Regions from separate parts of the Mus musculus genome. Here all the other regions are linked to region 5. The links are chromatin contacts, called in public HiChIP or PLAC-seq and promoter capture Hi-C maps. All regions are on one chromosome and are shown on one strand. The core of a region is the stretch at or near the end of the contact, and the rest is flanking DNA. Distances in the headings are between cores, read along the strand shown. Region 1 holds the start of Atp6v1f (ATPase, H+ transporting, lysosomal V1 subunit F). Region 2 holds the start of Tspan33 (tetraspanin 33). Region 3 holds the start of Tnpo3 (transportin 3). Region 4 holds the start of Flnc (filamin C, gamma). Region 5 holds the start of 1700095J07Rik (RIKEN cDNA 1700095J07 gene). Region 6 holds the start of Copg2 (coatomer protein complex, subunit gamma 2).

Evidence for each region. Promoter capture Hi-C pulls out the DNA fragments that hold promoters and counts their contacts. HiChIP or PLAC-seq counts read pairs in DNA pulled down with a chosen protein or histone mark.
Region 1: a promoter capture Hi-C map of liver shows a contact between it and region 5, with 7 times the contacts expected there. The contact joins the promoter of Atp6v1f here to the promoter of 1700095J07Rik in region 5. A contact is called at or near these places in 4 of 39 promoter capture datasets (the C10 cell line, hippocampal neurons, liver and 1 more).
Region 2: a contact with region 5 is called in an H3K27ac HiChIP or PLAC-seq map of cardiomyocytes, with 6 times the contacts expected there. The contact joins the promoter of Tspan33 here to the promoter of 1700095J07Rik in region 5. A contact is called at or near these places in 18 of 39 promoter capture datasets (the 3T3-L1 cell line, the HPC-7 cell line, HPC-7-derived erythroid cells and 12 more), 1 of 484 Hi-C or Micro-C datasets (erythroblasts) and 1 of 115 datasets of contacts at active chromatin or transcription factors (cardiomyocytes).
Region 3: a contact with region 5 is called in a promoter capture Hi-C map of pre-B cells, with 5 times the contacts expected there. The contact joins the promoter of Tnpo3 here to the promoter of 1700095J07Rik in region 5. A contact is called at or near these places in 9 of 39 promoter capture datasets (the 3T3-L1 cell line, 3T3-L1-derived adipocytes, the C10 cell line and 5 more), 1 of 484 Hi-C or Micro-C datasets (muscle stem cells) and 4 of 115 datasets of contacts at active chromatin or transcription factors (astrocytes, memory CD8 T cells, pancreatic cancer cells and 1 more).
Region 4: a contact with region 5 is called in a FOXA1 HiChIP or PLAC-seq map of pancreatic cancer cells. The contact joins the promoter of Flnc here to the promoter of 1700095J07Rik in region 5. A contact is called at or near these places in 6 of 39 promoter capture datasets (3T3-L1-derived adipocytes, cranial neural crest, frontonasal cranial neural crest and 3 more) and 1 of 115 datasets of contacts at active chromatin or transcription factors (pancreatic cancer cells).
Region 6: a promoter capture Hi-C map of pre-B cells shows a contact between it and region 5, with 6 times the contacts expected there. The contact joins the promoter of Copg2 here to the promoter of 1700095J07Rik in region 5. A contact is called at or near these places in 9 of 39 promoter capture datasets (3T3-L1-derived adipocytes, cranial neural crest, frontonasal cranial neural crest and 5 more), 2 of 484 Hi-C or Micro-C datasets (embryonic stem cells and pre-B cells) and 2 of 115 datasets of contacts at active chromatin or transcription factors (astrocytes and pancreatic cancer cells).

Annotation. Positions count from the first base shown.
Region 1 is chr6:29,466,373-29,469,241 of GRCm38.p6, reverse strand. Atp6v1f (ATPase, H+ transporting, lysosomal V1 subunit F) reads right to left here and starts at 1,459. Exons shown (of 2, transcript NM_025381.2): 1 at 1,268-1,459. The coding sequence starts at 1,425.
Region 2 is chr6:29,692,796-29,695,521 of GRCm38.p6, reverse strand. It overlaps Tspan33 (tetraspanin 33), which reads right to left and starts at 1,308. Exons shown (of 8, transcript NM_146173.3): 1 at 978-1,308. The coding sequence starts at 1,079.
Region 3 is chr6:29,608,598-29,611,297 of GRCm38.p6, reverse strand. It overlaps Tnpo3 (transportin 3), which reads left to right and starts at 1,449. Exons shown (of 23, transcript NM_177296.5): 1 at 1,449-1,932. The coding sequence starts at 1,813.
Region 4 is chr6:29,431,792-29,434,491 of GRCm38.p6, reverse strand. Flnc (filamin C, gamma) reads right to left here and starts at 1,339. Exons shown (of 48, transcript NM_001081185.2): 1 at 679-1,339. The coding sequence starts at 1,033.
Region 5 is chr6:30,303,069-30,305,923 of GRCm38.p6, reverse strand. 1700095J07Rik (RIKEN cDNA 1700095J07 gene) reads right to left here and starts at 1,309. Exons shown (of 2, transcript NR_166056.1): 1 at 835-1,309. It overlaps Ube2h (ubiquitin-conjugating enzyme E2H), which reads left to right and starts at 1,385. Exons shown (of 7, transcript NM_009459.3): 1 at 1,385-1,872. The coding sequence starts at 1,820.
Region 6 is chr6:30,895,290-30,898,111 of GRCm38.p6, reverse strand. It overlaps Copg2 (coatomer protein complex, subunit gamma 2), which reads left to right and starts at 1,318. Exons shown (of 24, transcript NM_017478.3): 1 at 1,318-1,451; 2 at 2,518-2,570. The coding sequence starts at 1,415. Tsga13 (testis specific gene A13) reads left to right here. Exons shown (of 8, transcript NM_054073.2): 8 at 869-1,131. The coding sequence ends at 1,038.

The sequences.
Region 1 (2,869 bases), core at 210-2,709, 840 kb after region 5:
TCACTGGGCACCTACTTTGTGTCGAGCATGGAGTAGATTTGGCTTGGTGATTTTAGGACCCCTTCCTGTTGGAAACATGGTAAATCCTTGGAAGTAAGATCTGTCCTCCAGTGGCAATGGAGGTCACTTTACTGGTTTGCTAAGAGATCAGTCTCCCAGGTCAGAGCCTGCCACGCTCCAGGCTGTGGGAACTAGTCTCAGCCAGCATCCCTGGACTGGGCTATTTAGGGGAAACAGGTGAGGGCAGTTTATTCCTGAGATTTGGCATAGTAATTCTAGAAAAGGAATGAGGAAAAAAAATAGAGAGTTGGCACCCTCAATTCTAGTCAACAGTGCACTTTCTGGCTTAAAAGGAATGCCTGCACCCAGTTTTAAAAACTACGACCCAGGGTATGATGTGAAGATCTGAAGTACAAAGTCTTTGGGGAAGGCCATACTTCCCAGATGTTTTGCTTATTGTGCGCAAGACAAATGGAAGCCCCATGGCAGACTGCAGGGAGCTGAATAAACAGAGTGGGTAGTAACTTAGAAGACACAGGTAAAGCTGCTTGTTATCCAAGCCCTGTTACTTGAGTTCAATCCTCAAAGCCCATGGAAAGAAAACTGACTCCACAAGTTGTCTTCTGACCTCCATGTGTGCACACCTACCCACGGACACACACAAACGCCGTAATTAAAAAGAAAGAGTTGACCTGGGTTCTGCCTCCTATGGCTAATGTGCCTGTGCCCTAACCAATTGTCCTTTATTTTTCTCACTAGTAACTGGGAATAACCAGTACCTTACAGGACAATTGTAAGCCTCTAAGATAAATGAAGCGTATACACACACACACACACACACACACACACACACACACGCGCCCACTGTCCGGACCTACGCTGGAGGTGGTTAGTTTTCTTAGTCGAAAAGACTAAGGTTCAGAGAATACGCTACAGAGACCCCGGAAGAGGGCTGAACAAGCCGGTCAGCACTGGCAAGAGGCTCCAGGCGTCCAATTACAGCTGGTGCAGACCATAAGCTCCACTCCCCTCCTAAACTGACACACAATCATGTGATGGGGAAAGTTCGTGGACCTGCGGTAGGCCGGACCCCACTGAGCCCCAAAAGGGAACTTAGATGGCGGAGGCCCCTGCTCAGGGTGGACAGACGACTTCCGGGACCATCCCGGTCCCCATCACCACGTGACACCCAGGTTATCAGGCCACCAATTCTCCCCGTGCTTGTAGCAAGCGGAAGGACCCATTTAGGCCTAACAGGCTACCGTACCTGAAAGTGTCTTCGATCTCATTGATGGTGGTATCCTTCTCCACTACCAGGAAATTAGGGTGGCGGTTCTTGTTTAGCTCCCCTATGCCGCCCAACAGGAAACCAGTCACCGTGTCCTCGTCTCCAATCACCGCGATTAGCTTACCTCTGCCCGCCATCCTGTCCGCCGGGCAGAGCGCTTCCCAAACACCTGTGATGCCCCGCCCCCGCAGAGACCCCGCCCTTCAGTCATGCGCAGTTCCCCGCCTCCCGGGCATGCGCATTTAGCAGGAACTCCGCTTAATCTGCGTACTCTTGCGCCATAGAGGCCAGAAACACAAACCACAGAACTACGTCTCCCAGAAGGCTGAGCGTCACAGGCCTCTCTCTGGCATTCTGTCCTTAATTTCTTCTCTCTTGGAAGAAATGCCTTTTGAACCTAGTGTTATTAGAGACCGAGACTTTAGGGGACATACTTTTTTTTTCTTTCTTTTCAGTGTACGTTAGTTTGGTTTTGGCTTTTTTGAGACAGATGGTTACCTATCTCAGGCCGGACTTGAACTTGCAGTGTAGAAGAGGATAGATCCTATTGCTTCTACTTTCCGAATGCTGGTATTATAGGCCTGCGCCATTACACAAAACAGAACAGTGTGTGCTTGATTTGTTTGACTTAAAAAAAAAAAACATCTTTTTGTTGTTACATTTGTGATTTCGGAGGCAGGTGTAGTGTGGCAGTGGAGCAGGCCACAAGTTTGTGAGGTCATAATACACCCTATGAGAGTCACCTTGAGGTTCATCTGGTCAACCCAGTGCTTTTTTTTTTTTAAAGATAGGTCTCAGGGCTGGAAGATGGCTAGGTGGTTAAGAGCACTGACTGCTCTACTAGAGGTCCTGAGGTCAATTCCCAGCAACCACATGGTGGCTCACAACCATCTGAAGACAGTGTCAGTGTACCCACATATATGAAATAAATAAATCTTATAAAAAGATTTATCCAAATATTAGGATTAGGCCAAACTACCTACCCCCTTTTTTTGGTTTTATTTGGTAGTTTGTTTTTTGAAACCTGCTATATGTAGCCTTTTCTGGCCTGGAACTCAGAATGTAGACTAGGTTGGCCTTGAACTTGCAGCCAGTGGTCCTACTGCATCATCCTCCTGAATGCTGGGACTACAGAAATGCACCACTATTTCCTGTCCATTTGTTTGTTTCAACTCTTGCCTCAGTCTGGGATTACAGACATAGGCTACCATAACTGTCCAAGAACAGGTATTTCCTAGCTGGAAGGTCAAGGTCTGAATCGGTATGATGTACACATGCATGCTAACTATGACATGGCTAACAATTACTGAATATATATTAAATTACCAAAGAAATAGGCAAATGAATGATGACACTATGTAGTGCTGTAGAAACCAAGCAAGGCCTCATGTTAGTTCCTAAATTTAGATAATTGCATAGAAACAATCCTAGCACTTAGGAGGTTTGAAGCAAGAAGATTGGCACAAGCTCAAGGCCAGCTTGGGATATTGTCTTAGGAATGAGAGGGGCACCAGCACATGTGAAGAGGCACTGTGACCAGGGCAACTCTTAGAAAGGTTACATTTAATTGAGGCTGGCTTA
Region 2 (2,726 bases), core at 59-2,558, 610 kb after region 5:
TCCAGAGGGGCCCACGCACTCTCTGGCTATGAAACAGGACTCAGCTAGCATTCTCTAATGGGCTCCCCCTCCCCCTGAATTCTCAGCCCTCTCCTGCCATCCCCCAATACACTGCATTAGATTTTTGCTGGGAGGAAGGGCAGGCCTGTGGACTTGAACATATTTACCCAGATCAGTCAAATCAATAAGGATGGTAGAGAGGGGACGGAAATCCAGGTGTCAGGAGCTCGGGGTTAATATTGTTTACACTTTTCCACCCCAAACAAAAGATTCTGAAAGGAGCCATAGCTTCCAGCCCAACAACAACAACAACAACAACAACAAAATCCTATTTGAATCATCTGAAGCCTGTCAGCTCCAAGTAGAGAAGCTGGTCTTGAAGAAGGTAGGGCAAAGTTTAGGGCCATGCTGGGGTACACATCGGACCTGGAGACCATTCTTAACCCTTTTCAGCCCTGACAGGAGCAGACACCCGAGGCCTGCAAAAGGGACAGATATAGTCCCTTGACACAAGCCCCTGAGGAACTGGGGCGAAGGAAGGCTTGGGGTTTCTCTTCCTTCTCTCTCCCTCCACCCCCGCCCCGCGCCCCGTATGGCCAGTCGGGCCTTCCAGCCCCCAGGCCTGAAAGTCCCTAACCATGAAATATGCCCATGGGGCTGTCCAGCCAGCTCTTTCTTTCCCCAAACCCTTTTTATTTCATGGCCTGACACAGATCCTCATCCCTGCTAAAGCTTCATCCCTGGCAGCAAGGATGATTGCCCACCTCTTAACGTCCCCTTTTGACACGGCGCCACTGTGGTTTTCCTCCCCCGGAGAAATGCCCCCAAGTGTCACCAGCTCAGAAAACTACGAAGCACCACTCGACACGCTCCTGGGCACCGGGCAGCCCAGGCCAAACCTCCCAGCCTCAGGCAGCCCCCTCGGCGCTCCAGAGATGCCCGAGAGTCCGGGTGCCCCCTGACCCCCCGAATCTCACCCAGAAGAGCATGTTGAAGAAGAAGAGCAGGTATTTCACCAGCGGGCTGACGAAGGAGAACTCGTCCCCGTAGGCAGCCGGCACGCCAGGTCTCCGCGCCATGGTCCGCCGCTGCCCCCGGGGGGCCTATCTCCCAGCGGCCACCGGCCCACCTGTGCGCCCTGCAGCCCGGGGCGGGAGCCGCGGGGCCACGGGGACCCGAACGCCGGGGCAGCCGCGCCGCGCCGGGAGCCGCCCGAACCGTGCGTCGGGGAGCCGCGCGGCCAGGGAACGGCGCCGCCGCTGAAGCCGCGGCGGGCAGCGTGAGCAGCGGAGACTCCACCGCGGCCGCAGACCAGCTTGGCCCGCCCGGCTCTCAGGAAACCGGGCCCGCCCCCCGGACGGCCATTGGTGAGGCTGCCCGAGGCTGACTTCTCATTGGTCGGCGGCCCATGTCACTAAGCAGCCAGCCATCCCTCTCCTCCGAGAGGCGGGGGAGACACCTGTTCTGTGAGGGACAACTTGCTAAAGGGTCAGTGGTTCTGCTTCTGCCCGCCTAGACGGAAAGCCTGCAGGCTGCAGCTGCTTAAGGGAAAAAGAATGAGGAAAAGGAATGTTTCCTGCATCCCACACCCACGTCCTCTGCCCAGTTGCTGTGCACGCACGCAAACACACGTACGTTAAAATCAACAAGTACGCACTTTGTGTGTTGAGCAATTCGTTAAACGCTGTGGGAATAGAAAAGAAGGTTGATCCTCAGGGATCAAGACAATAAAATCAGAGTGACAAATGACAGGTACTAACAACCAGAAAGAGAAGAATAAATACCCCTGCTTAGCAATCAAATACTTTAAATGCTCGTTTTAAAAGCCTCATAACCTAACAGTGGAATTCTCAAACCATCCTTTTCTCTCATTACCGTCCAACCTCTCTATCCAAACCCTCTCAGAACGTTTGTTTACGTGGAGACACCGGTTTTTTGTTTTTAATTTTGTTTTGTTTTGTGTTTGGCATGTTAATAGGATATGCACAGATTGACTCCCAAGTACAATGTGGTGTACATTGTACTAGCTACACAAGTACGATTTTAACCTGGGGAGGAGTCTGATTTTGCCATCAATAGCGTGATTCCCCAAGCTACACTTTTTGTAACGTTGAGTGGGAAAACTGCAGCGTAAGGCATTGATCAAATAAGAATCTGTTAGTGCATGCAAATGACTTACACGGAGATGGCTGATAAGGGGGCTCACTAAAATGTGGTACTTTCACTCCTTTAAAAGATTCTTTTAAAATGTGTGTGTGTGTGAGTGTGTGTGTGTGTGTGTGTGTGTGTGTGTGTACCACTGTGCACACAGGTGCTGATGGAAGCCAGAAAAGGATGTCAGATCCCCAGGAACTGGAGTTACCGGGATTTGTGAGCTCCTTAAGTCAGTGCTGGGAACTGAACTTTGGTCCTCTGTAAGAGCAACAAGTGCTCTTAATAACTGAGCCATATCTCTAGCCCTGGTATTTTGTTTCAATAGGATTCAAAATCCAGTGTGGAAATACAATAACTGCATGAATAACTATTATGTAATTGGAAGAAGTTGAGCACCAGAAGGTGTCATGGCGGGAGAAACGAGGAGGATGAGATTTTAGAGACAGTGGGGACGTGAAATCCAGGTGGACACAAAAAGGTGTGTCGAAGCTTGGACAGATAAAAGCAAACCGCGTGTTGTGTGGAAACTAAGCCTATCACTTTTCCCGGCTTGGTGCAGCGGTGCCTGAGAA
Region 3 (2,700 bases), core at 200-2,699, 690 kb after region 5:
GGACAACCAGAACCACACAAAGAACCCCAGGCTGGCCTCAAATATGCAGCAACCCTCCTGTCTCTGCCTCCCAAGTGCTGGGATTATAAATATGGTCCAGCATGAACAGCTTTAAATTCTCATCTTTTAAAATGAGGTTTAGGAGCTGGAGAGTTGACACACTCACTGATCTTGTAGAGAACCCACACTCAATTCTCAGGATCTATATAGCAGCTCACACGGTAACTCCTCCAGGACCAAGTTGCACATGCATAAATATGTAGGCAAAACACTCATACACATAAAAATAAGTCTTTAAAACTATTTCATTAGAGCTGGGCGTGGTGGCGCACGCCTTTAATCCCAGCACTCGGGAGGCAGAGGCAGTCGGATTTCTGAGTTCGAGGCCAGCCTGGTCTACAGAGTGAGTTCCAGAACAGCCAGGGCCCTCTACACAGAGAAACCCTGTCTCGAAACAAACAAACAAACAAACAAACAAATAAGCAAACCAAAACTATTTCATTAAAAAAGGACTTATTTTGGAAGGTTGTTAATCTTTCACTACATTACATTACATTACACATGGTCAGCCTTCATTAGATACTAACAGTTATTTTTAGTGAAGCAGCAATATTGGGAAACTGGCATGTTAACTGAGGATTGCTAGACAGTTGATTTTGTTTGTCATTTATTTATTTATTTGTTAATTATTTTCTGAGACAAGGTCTCTTTGTGTATTCCTGGCTGTCCAGGAACTTGCTCTGTAGACTAGGCTGGTCCAAACTCAAGAGTTAGGCCTGCCTCTGACTCCAGAGTGCTGGGATTAAACCTGTCTGCCATCACCGCTTGGCTGTTTTTTTTTTTTTTTTTTTTGGTTTTTTTTTTTAAAGAGACAGAGTTCCACGTATTAGAGGCTGGTCTTGAATTCCTCCTGATGGTGTTGTGGCTAACTTCCAAGAGCTGAGATTACAGGCTCTCTTCCTTTCTTTCTTTCTCTCTCTCTCTCTCTCTTTCTTTCTTTTTTTTTTTTTTTTTGAGACAGGGTTTCTCTGTGTAGCCCTGGCTGTTCTGGAACTCTGTAGACCAGGCTGGCCTCGAACTCAAAAATCCGCCTGCCTCTGCCTCCCGAGTGCTGGGATTAAAGGCGTGCGCCACCACGCCCGGCTGAACTGATGTTTCTTAAACACTCCTTGGAGACGGGTGAAGAAGTAGGAACCGGGAGGAAAGACTTTGGATTCCTTGCTGACGAGATAAGATTTGGTCAGGAACGTTAAGAGTAGCCAGACTTGAAGCTCAAATAAAGACTTACGCACCTAGGAGACTGACTACCTTGTGCCTACTTCCCCTTGGTTCTCCTAGTCCGGCAGGGTCACTTCCGGGAGGAGGCGGGGGAAACAAGAGGAGGCGTGCCGGGAAGGAGGCAGTTTGTGGTGCACCAGGCGGAAGTGTGCCAAAGTCTACGGACGGCCACTTCCGGCCCGGGGAAGCCCTGCTTCGGCTCGCTGCGTGGTTCGTGTCATGCGGAGGTAGGCCTCTGCGAGCAAGGCGGGAGGTGCAGAAGCCAGAACCCGTGTCCGGACTCGAGAGTCTGCGATTCTGGCGGGAAGACAAGACAAAAAGGAGGCAGGAACCTGAAAGCGACCTCTCCGCTGTTTCCGAGGGGGCAACTTCCACGAGGAACCCCCCTTCCCTGGTAACGGCCAGAAAGGAGGAGATGGCGCCAGTCAGGGAGCGGCTGTGGCCGAGACAGTGAGGACGCTTGAAGGCAGAGCAAGCGGAAGCCTAGGGAGGAGTATCGGGCTCTTTGCTGTCATCGCCGCCGCTCCCGCCAGCATGGAGGGAGCCAAGCCAACCTTGCAGCTCGTGTACCAGGCGGTGCAAGCGCTTTACCACGACCCGGATCCCAGCGGAAAGGAGCGCGCCTCGTTTTGGCTTGGGGAGCTGCAGCGTTCGGTGAGGTTCGGGGAGAGTCCGTTCTGAGCCGCGCGGGACCAGGGCCGAGTGGGATGGGATGGTTCTCCGCTTGAGTGGAGCGCTTGGCAGTGGGAGATCCTCTTTCCGAAGGAGCTGGTGCCGCGGGGTGGGGCTGAGCAGCCACAGATGTGCTGCCTTTCGGAAACCAGTGGCAACTGATTGGTCACGAACGGGCCCTTTCCCTCGTCTGTGGAATCCGTTTTGTAGTTCTGTACGTCTCGCTTGTGGTCTGGCTCTCCTTTAAGTGCTTTTGGTACACCTTCCGTATTCAAGAGTTGCATCTGGCAATACCTTCCCTTTGGCAGCCTTACTCACCCCTCAGTGTCCCTTGCCGATTTTCATTCGTGTTATTCTCGAAATTTCTCAGGCTTCTAGATTCGTGTTCGTACAAATTTTCTCCTCTCATTGGAGTGCAACGTAATATAAAGAAAAATTAGTTATGGTTTCAGGAAATCTTTGTAGTTCTTTTGTTTTATATCAGATTCCTACTGTATTTCTTCTGCCTGTACGTTTTTATTTGTAAGATGGCTATCATAGCTATATTAATTAGTCCATATTTTTGTGAGCATGTGGTGGAGTGTGTGTTGTATCTATCGTATTTCCACATGTTAAATTTTTGGGCTCATGTTTTTTCATTTTTTGACTCACACTTTGTATTTTCTTCCATGATTTTTCACACTCACCTTTGCTATGTTTTTATTTTTTATGAATTTTAATAGCTTGTGATTTTGCTGACAGTGTTTAGGT
Region 4 (2,700 bases), core at 90-2,589, 870 kb after region 5:
TAGCTGTAGCCAATCCCAGGCCAGGTGGTGGGTTGGAACAGGGCATGGACAGGCAGGAGTCCCCCTCCCAGACGACCTAAACGACCAGGGCAATCAGGGGTTAAAGCTCCCAGGACGTTGCTCAGTGCCTTTTTAGGTTTCTGAGGCCGGGTTCTGTTTGCTCTAGTCCGGCCAGATCCCAGATGGGGAGCACATGCCTGCCAAGCGCATCAGCGAGCTTCAGGCCACTAGTCTCCCTGGCCTCAGGGCCCTGAGAACCCAGAGACGACTGGAACCTGTCTTAAGACTGCTTTTGCCCAGCGACGAAGGCGATGGGAAGCCATTTGCTTTCATGTGGGTGGCGGGATACGCCCCCAAGGAATTAGCACTGGGCACCAGCCCTGTCCTCGCAAGCATGTGCAAGCAAGGGTGGCCCGGTGGAAGGAAAAGAGGGGACTTTGGGCAGGTCGGTAGGAGTGTGTGTAGGGAGGCTGAAGCTAAGATGTTTGGACAACTTCGGAAGGGAACTTCTCAGGGGTGCCACCTGTCCTAGAGGGGTATCTGGGCTCCAGCCTGTACTGGCGAGGGAGAAATCAGACCAGGCAAGGGAAAGGTTTTCTGTTCCGGATCTCAGTACCCGCACCTATGTGACCTGTTCCTACCCCCGCTGTGACCGTTCCCTGTGACCCCCGCACTGACCGATGGACACGAGCTTGATGTGTTCCCGCTCCAGGAACTCCAGGGCCACAGACACATTTTCCAGCTTCATTTGGCGGAAGTTGGGGCGCGGGTGGAACTTGCGGTACATGCGCTTCTGGCTGAGCACTTCGAGCAGCGCGATGAGGCGCAGCCCGTCGCTGAGGTCTCGCTGCAGGTCGGTCAGGCGCTTGCCCACACACTTGAGATGCTCGTTGCACCACCGCGTGAATGTGTTCTGCTGGATCTTCTTCCACGGTGCGTCCTCCGCTAGGTCCTTCTCCGTGGACGGCATCTCGTCCGCCTCGTCAACCAGGCCGAGGCCGGAGGCGTCCGAATAGTTGCTGTTGTTCATCATGGTGGCGCGGCGGGGGGCCGGGGGAGTACGGCCTGGGGATCGGGCTGTGGGTGCTGTCGGGGCGGGACGCGGGGACACCGAGTTCTCGGAGACTTCGTTAGCGCTCTGGGCGGCGGGGCTCGCTGGCCTCTTGGGCTGAGCTGCTGGGCTGTCCGGCTAGGGCTCTCTCTCTCTCCCGGGGCGGAGCGGTGCTCGGGAAGTGCGGGCCGGGCCGGGGCAGTGGGTTTAAGAAGCCCCCGGGCTGCCGACCCCCCCGCCGCGCCCGCAGCCCCAGGGTCCACGTCAGAGCGCCGGCCTCCCAGGAATGCCGCCCGGCCCGCGGGTGGGGGCCGCGCTGAGCCCCACGGCCCCGCCTCCGCCCGCCCCTCCTCCACGCAGTCCTCAGCAGGAGCGGGGATGGGGTGGGGGCGCTGGCCCTGAGCTTCCCCATGCACACTGTACACCCCAACCTAGTCTTAGCCATTTAGGGATGAGGGACACTCCTTCCACACTCAGATTGGGTTAAAGAAAGTAATGGGGAAACTGAGGCAGTGGTTAGGGCTAGACAAACTGATCTGGTGTTGACAGAACTTTCTGGAGTTGGTGACAAGGCTGTTGACACAGCCTAGGAGTCCTGGCTTCTAGCCTGGTTGTATTGTCCACCTGTGAAGAACTCAGAAAGGAAATTGTGTGTGTGTGTGTGTGTGTGTGAGAGAGAGAGAGAGAGAGAGAGAGAGAGAGAGAGAGAGAGAGAGAGAGAGAACACCAGAAGGAGCAGGGACATTGACCAGGAGAGACTGAGTTCAAGGGGGCTCCATGACTTTTGCCACTTTACAAGAAAAAAATGCTTAAACCGTTATTTGGAATCCAAACCCAGGGCCACAGGGAAACCAAGGCTCCTGACCTGACTCAGTGTCCCTGGTCATTAGCCCATTTAGACTCACTGGCTCAGAATGAAGCTGAGCTCAGAACAAGGGTACCCAGTGAGTCACTTTGTGTGCGCCCCCCCCCCCCCCGTGACTCAACCAAGTTGATGAGAGGACAAAAGGGCTGCCCAGGTAGTACCAGGGAGCCCCCTGGGCAATGTGCCCACATGAGCCACAGGGCAGATCTTCCCAGGGAAAGTAGAAGTGTGCCAAATAGCAGGAAGAGCCCTGGCAGAGCAGCCAAGGGAAATGTGACTGGGGCAAGTGGGCAGGGCCAGGGGCAAAGCGGGCAGGAAGGGAGGCAGGCTAGAAGCCTAGGCAGGATTGGGTTGAGGGCAAGCCCAATAAGGTGAGAGACATGGGAAATGTTCACAACAGAGAAACTGAGGCAATCCAAGCTGCCTGCCACACACAAGGGAAGGACCTACAAATGAATTTACATCGCAAGGAGAGGTCAGATGTGTGTCCACTGCTTCCCCATCCTTCGAGACTAAGTAAGCTTAGCTTTGAAGGAAGACAGTCCTTAATTCAAGCCATGTGACCGCTGAGGCTTGGGTAAATCATTTTACCTTATTTCCCTCCTCGCAGTCATAATGAAAGGAAAGGCAATAATAAAGCATCTTTGGGAGCTCTTTCCTCAAGGGCAGACGACAGCGGTGCCCACTATGGACTTGGAAAGGAGTTGGGGGAGGCGGAGCTTATGGTGAAGCTCCCAGCAATCATTTCTTTTTCCTTCTCACCTAAGGAGAAGGCCTGGTCCTT
Region 5 (2,855 bases), core at 60-2,559:
TTTTGTTTTGTTTTCTTCCTTCAATGAAGTGATCAGATAAAGGTGGCTAGAAGTCTTTTCATACCCGTCTGCTGACAGATTTCTCCTAGGAGAAAGCAATGGATAGTCTTTTTTTCTCCCCAGAACATAGAGTGGAAGTTACCAGGGGCTGGTGGGATGGGGAGGAGGGGTTATTCTTTTAAGGGCACATGATTTCTGTCTGGATTGATGAAAAGGTTCAGGAAATGAGCACTAGTCATACTTGCACAATATTTAATGGTTTTTTGCTGTTGCATTGAATATTTAAATATGGTTAACATTGTATATTTTATATGTATGTTACAACTAAAAAAAAAAAAATAGCTGGCATTTTGAAGGGTAGAAAGATAGGAGCAAATGATCTTCAATTTAGCCCTCAGTACCTGACCTGACAAAGTCCAAGTGTGTGTCATAGAGAAAAGACAATAGATAAAGCTTTTGAGGATACTTGGCACTATTCTGCCTCTTTTACCTTGTTGCTCCTTAGGTTTACAGTACTTTTGAGCCCTGTAGAGCAGTATATCTCAGACTTCACTGTTCAGGGAACTGTCTGAGAACTTAGTTCAACTGCATATGTTAATTGAGTAGGCCTAAGGCCCTTCTAGAGGCATTCCTTCCTAGTTCTCAAATGATGCTGACACTCTGGTCCATTCTGGGAGAGCTGTGTAAATTTCATCTTCATCTACACTGTATCCTCAGAGTCATGAACTGATATAGGAGTTCAGAGGGCAGAACTGTGTCTTTGTTCTGCATTATAACTTATTTAGGGTGCTTCTATCAGTCACCTTTGTGATTTTAAAAAGGACCTCAACTTACCTCAAATTCTGTAGAATGAGGATGTTAGTATCAAATTATTTCTGTTCTTTGCTGCTTCTACTGCAGTTCCGGAGTTGTTGACCTTGTTTGCATAGAGGGTAAATGAACCCTGTTTGCAAGCTCTGGGGAAGCCTTACTGTAGTCTAAATCCCTGCAAACCAATTCCCTCTGAAGAGGGAGCAGAGTGGAGAGAACATGCTGGTGTGGGAATTTCCAGATTTGGACGCCAGTCTGAGTAATTGCCACTTTGGCCTCCTCCATATCCAAACAGCCTTTGCAGCACTGTTGAGAGGGTGGTACATAAAGTATGAATGTAATCATACTGCCATTATTTACTACCGTCGTTTATGTTGATGGTAACGACACTGGCAGTTGATCGATGAAGTGTGTGAGGAGGTTGGGGGAGGGGGCGGAGGGAATGCACGATGGCAGGAGAAAGAGGAACTACATCTCCCAGAACTCCCCTGACAAGCTTACACCGCGACGACGATGCTCCTCCCCTCCCACCGGCGCCCCGCCCCTCAGATGACGTCACAGAGGTGACATCACGGCGCCTAGAGCGAGGCTAGGGTAGAGAGGCCGACCGAGCTGGAGTCGTCGGCTTGTGGAGGAAGCAGCTGGGAGCTGGCGAGAGCGTGAGCGAGCGGGCGGGCAGGCGAACGAGCTAGCGCAGGCGGGAGGGAGCGGCGCACGGCGCGGAGCAGCGGCAGCCCGGGCCGCGGCGGAGCCTCAGTCGGAGGGCAGCCCGAGCGGGCGCCTCGGTCCCCGCCCCCACTCGGCGGGGCAGTGCCCGGTGTTCCCCCGTGCGGGGGGCGGCGGCTGAGCGGACCCCACGGGACCGCGCGGGTGTTGCCACCTCGGCCGAGGAGCCGGCGAGGCCGCGGGGCCCTGCGAGCTGGGCCCGGAGCCCGTGACAGACGGGCCAAGGAGGGGAGAGAGGCGGCGGCGGCGCAGGCGACGGGGAGGCAGCGGCAGCGGCGACACCATGTCATCCCCCAGTCCCGGCAAGAGGCGGATGGACACGGACGTAGTCAAGCTGTATCCTTCATGGAGGGGAATTCGGACTGCGTGTGGGGCGGGTGGGGGTGCCCACTCGAGGGCTCCGGGGCACTCCAGGCCACTGGCCGCGCCTCCCCTCCCTCCCCCAGTGCCTACGGCGGCCCCTTGGCACCTCCCCGGAGCCGAGGGCTTTTTCAGTCCCCCTTTATCTGCAGCCCCCCGAGATGTGCGTTGTTCTTCGCCTTCCTTGCACTCCCCCCCCACCCCCAGCCCCTGACTTTCCCTCTACGACGTTTGGATTCCTAAGACGGCCCTTTCTTAGGGGTGTGTGTGGGGGTATAACTAGACGCCTCCTTCGTCACCGGGAGCTCATCTTCAGGGTCTTTGCTTCCTGTTTGCTAGCTTTGGGTTTATGGGTTCATTATAGAAATTCCTGAGAGGGAAGCCTTTCTCTCTCTCTCTCTTTCTCTCTCTCTCGGGTGTCCCTGTTCCTTCCAGTCACAGTGCTGCTTAAACTGGGGTAACTCAAGCAACCTTCTTTATCCCTAATTCCTTTCTATATTAGGAAGAGAGTAGCCTGCCCAGGGCCCCCTCTTGTAATAAAGAGCTCCGTGTGTTTTAAATCAGACACTCCTGTTAAGCCTTCTGGTCTGGAGAACCTTCCTGTTTTTCTTTCTACTCACAAAGCCTATCCCACTCATAGTGCATGCAGTGAGGACCCCCAGGCCCTCTTAGCAGGCAGGCCACCCTCCATATTGTGGAACTGACAGCTGGGACGAAGGAGAGAAAGGAGCTCCCCGAACAAAATAGCCACTTGAGCAAAACTCCCTCTGAGGATATGGTTCTTGGGGACTGCTTGCCCTGATCTGGGCCAAGTGACACCTTTTATTTTCTACCCCTTCCCCCAGCTTTATATACACCCGAGGTTGCAGTGGGAGAGCTGTAACTGATAAGAGTCCTCCAGGCAGTGGTTTTGGTTGGAATCCAGGCTGATTTTTTTTTGCATGACCAGTAGAGAAATT
Region 6 (2,822 bases), core at 69-2,568, 590 kb before region 5:
GTAGCATAATCTAGGTAGGACCTTTTCTAAGCCCTGTCAGGATGAGATAGATCTTCATGTATAAAGTAATATGTCAGCCTTCAGCTCTAGTGTCATTTATGGCGACTACATATGCCCTCTCCAAATATGAGTGCTTTACTTTTGTACCTAAAATGAACAGACAGTTATGGTGCATTTCCTCAACAATAACAAAGCTGCCAGGGTGTTTTACTAGTGGTGCCATTTCTAAGCTAACATCTCTGTCCCCCAAATGATGCCCTATCATTTGTGTGTGTGTGTGTGTGTGTGTGTGTGTGTGTGAGAGAGAGAGAGAGAGAGAGAGAGAGAGAGGGAGAGAGAGAGAGAGAGAGAGAGAGAGAGATCTGAGTAGAAGTTGTCAAGTTTGGTTAGAAGGTTGCCCAAGAGGCAAACCACGCCCTCAACGGAGGAAGGACTGTCATTAAGATCTTAAAGTAGTCAACGCCCTAAGAACAGGTGAAGCTGGAAAGACCTTCTAGAAATGTGATGTCTTCGATGCCCAAGGCATTAAAAGCGTGTTTTTCATACTCTGAGACGAGGACAAAAAAAAAAAAAAAAAAAGAGAAAACATTTGGAAAAGCACTGAGACACATGAGTATCCCTTAAATTACTTGAGTGTTATGCAGATTGAATCATTTGAAAATGGTGAAAGCCAAGAAAACTACACTGGTTTGGGTGAAGAAGGAATCATAAGAAGTTGGGAATGGCAGTCCCCAAATCTACCCTCTTGGAAAGTTAAATTAAGACCAGCTTTTCGGTCTCCTCAAATGGATCACATCACGCCTTCCTTTTAGTACGCTTCTAGTGCTCTCAGAGTCGCACATTCAACGTGTCCTATGCTTTGTCGTAGTTTCCATGAAGTCAGAGAGTGAAACACCAACTTCGCAAGTATTTTGGGAACCCCTGACATTTTCAAAGCTCCTAGAAGAGAAGCCTACAAGAAGTGTGCCAGGGGAGAGCTTCTTTCGCCATGGAAGGGCCCAGCAGTGGATTGTCAAAGATGCGGCTGTCATTTGGTGAAGACAAAGACTTAAAGCCCCACTCCTCACTCTCCAAGAACTGAGGGGGCCTGGAGAAGTCACTAACCAAATAAAGTTCCCTGTTTGTTGTCTCAGACCTGGCTTGCAGAGTTTGTGAAGCGGGGCGTGGTGAGCCTCCGGGCAGATTCTGGCCACGCCCCCGTGCGGCAGTGGGCGGAGCAGGGGGCGTGCCTGCGTCCCTAGGGGGCAAGGGCGGCCGCGGAGGCCCGAGGGGGGCGGGCCTTGGCCCCGAGTGACGGCCCGCCGGCCCAACCGGTGCGAGAACCCAGGGCCTGCCTTCCTGCAGCGTCTTCCGCTCGCCGGCTGCGGCGCCTGGGACGGTTGCGGTGGGTCTGGGCGCTGGGAAGCCGTCCAAGATGATTAAAAAATTCGACAAGAAGGACGAGGAGTCTGGTACGCGCGGCGCTCCGGACGCCCACTCTCAGGCGCAAGGGTTTCCCCCCTTCCCTCGCCCGCAGCCACCTGCTCTGGGGGGCGGCCGCAGCGGCGGGGTCTGCCCGAAGCCCCTCCCCCGGCGCCGGGGCCTCCCCTCGGGCCGCGCGCTCCTGGCCGGGAGTCGCCTCGAGCGCTCGGCGGCTCCGCCCCGGCGCGTCCCCGCCCCCCGCGCCCGCCCCCCGATCGAGCCCCTCCGAGCCGGCCCTCCGTGGGGCCCTGTCGGGGGGCGAGGAGGTGCGCGCGCAAGTCTCGGTACCCTGGGGTTGCTGGTGGGGTTAGGCCCCAGGGCGAGCACCCCCTGTTTTGGGAGCTGGGGTCGACCGGGCCAGGGTTGCGTGTTTATGGACTCTGAAGGGCCTTGATTCTCCTGTTCCCAGGGGTTAAGACTGCCCGGTGGGACACAGCTCATTGAATGCTCAGGCATCCAGAAGTGACTTGCGTGTTGATACCTGTCTGTGGTGCAGTGCAAGTGGGGAAGATGCCAAGCCTCTTCAAAAAAAAAAAAAAAAATCTTCAGCTCTTCAGTGGTAGCTGCTCTCACAAGTGTGGTGGAAGGTTGGGTTAGTGGACCTTCATGGCCTCATCCTGCATGGCCTTTACATCTGTGACTCTCTGCGAAACTGTTCCTTTCTGCTTCAGTAAATGTGTGAAACACATAAAATAGGGCTTGCTTTTAGGGAAATCCATAGTGTCCTGTCATCTCATTACTCTTGGTGGTGGTGGAAACCGACACATTTGTTAACATCCATGGGATGGGGGAGGGGGAAGCAGGGAATGAAGGCACTCATTTTGGATAGGGTTCCTATATCAGGAGAAGTCCAAGATATCTCAGTATGGCAATGACAGAATTTGAACCAGAATCAAAATTACTTCATCCAACTTCTTTGCATATTAGTAATAGTTGTCCTTGTGACTTCCAAGGGATCATTCTGTTTAGGTGAGATTTCCAAGCATGCAATATCCTCCTTTAGAAAAGTCTTTGTAGTCCAGCTATTGAAGACCTTCTCTTTTTCTTATACTATAGGTAGTGGTTCCAATCCTTTCCAGCATTTGGAGAAGAGTGCTGTCTTGCAGGAGGTATGGCTTGGATGTGTACAGTGCCTTATCAATTCTGTTTGAGAATAATGGGCAAAGAACCTAGGAAGTACAAAAGTCAGGACAGCCAAAAAAACAGTGAAGGACCGTAGACCCACCTGACAGTCTGAATATCGGTCTTCCCCCACATTTGATCAAAACTAGAAATCCCTTTTTTATTTCTATATTAAAAGTGACAACGGAGTGTAGCAGTGCAGAGATTGTGGAGTAGAGGACAAGGGAGAGGCTGGGACT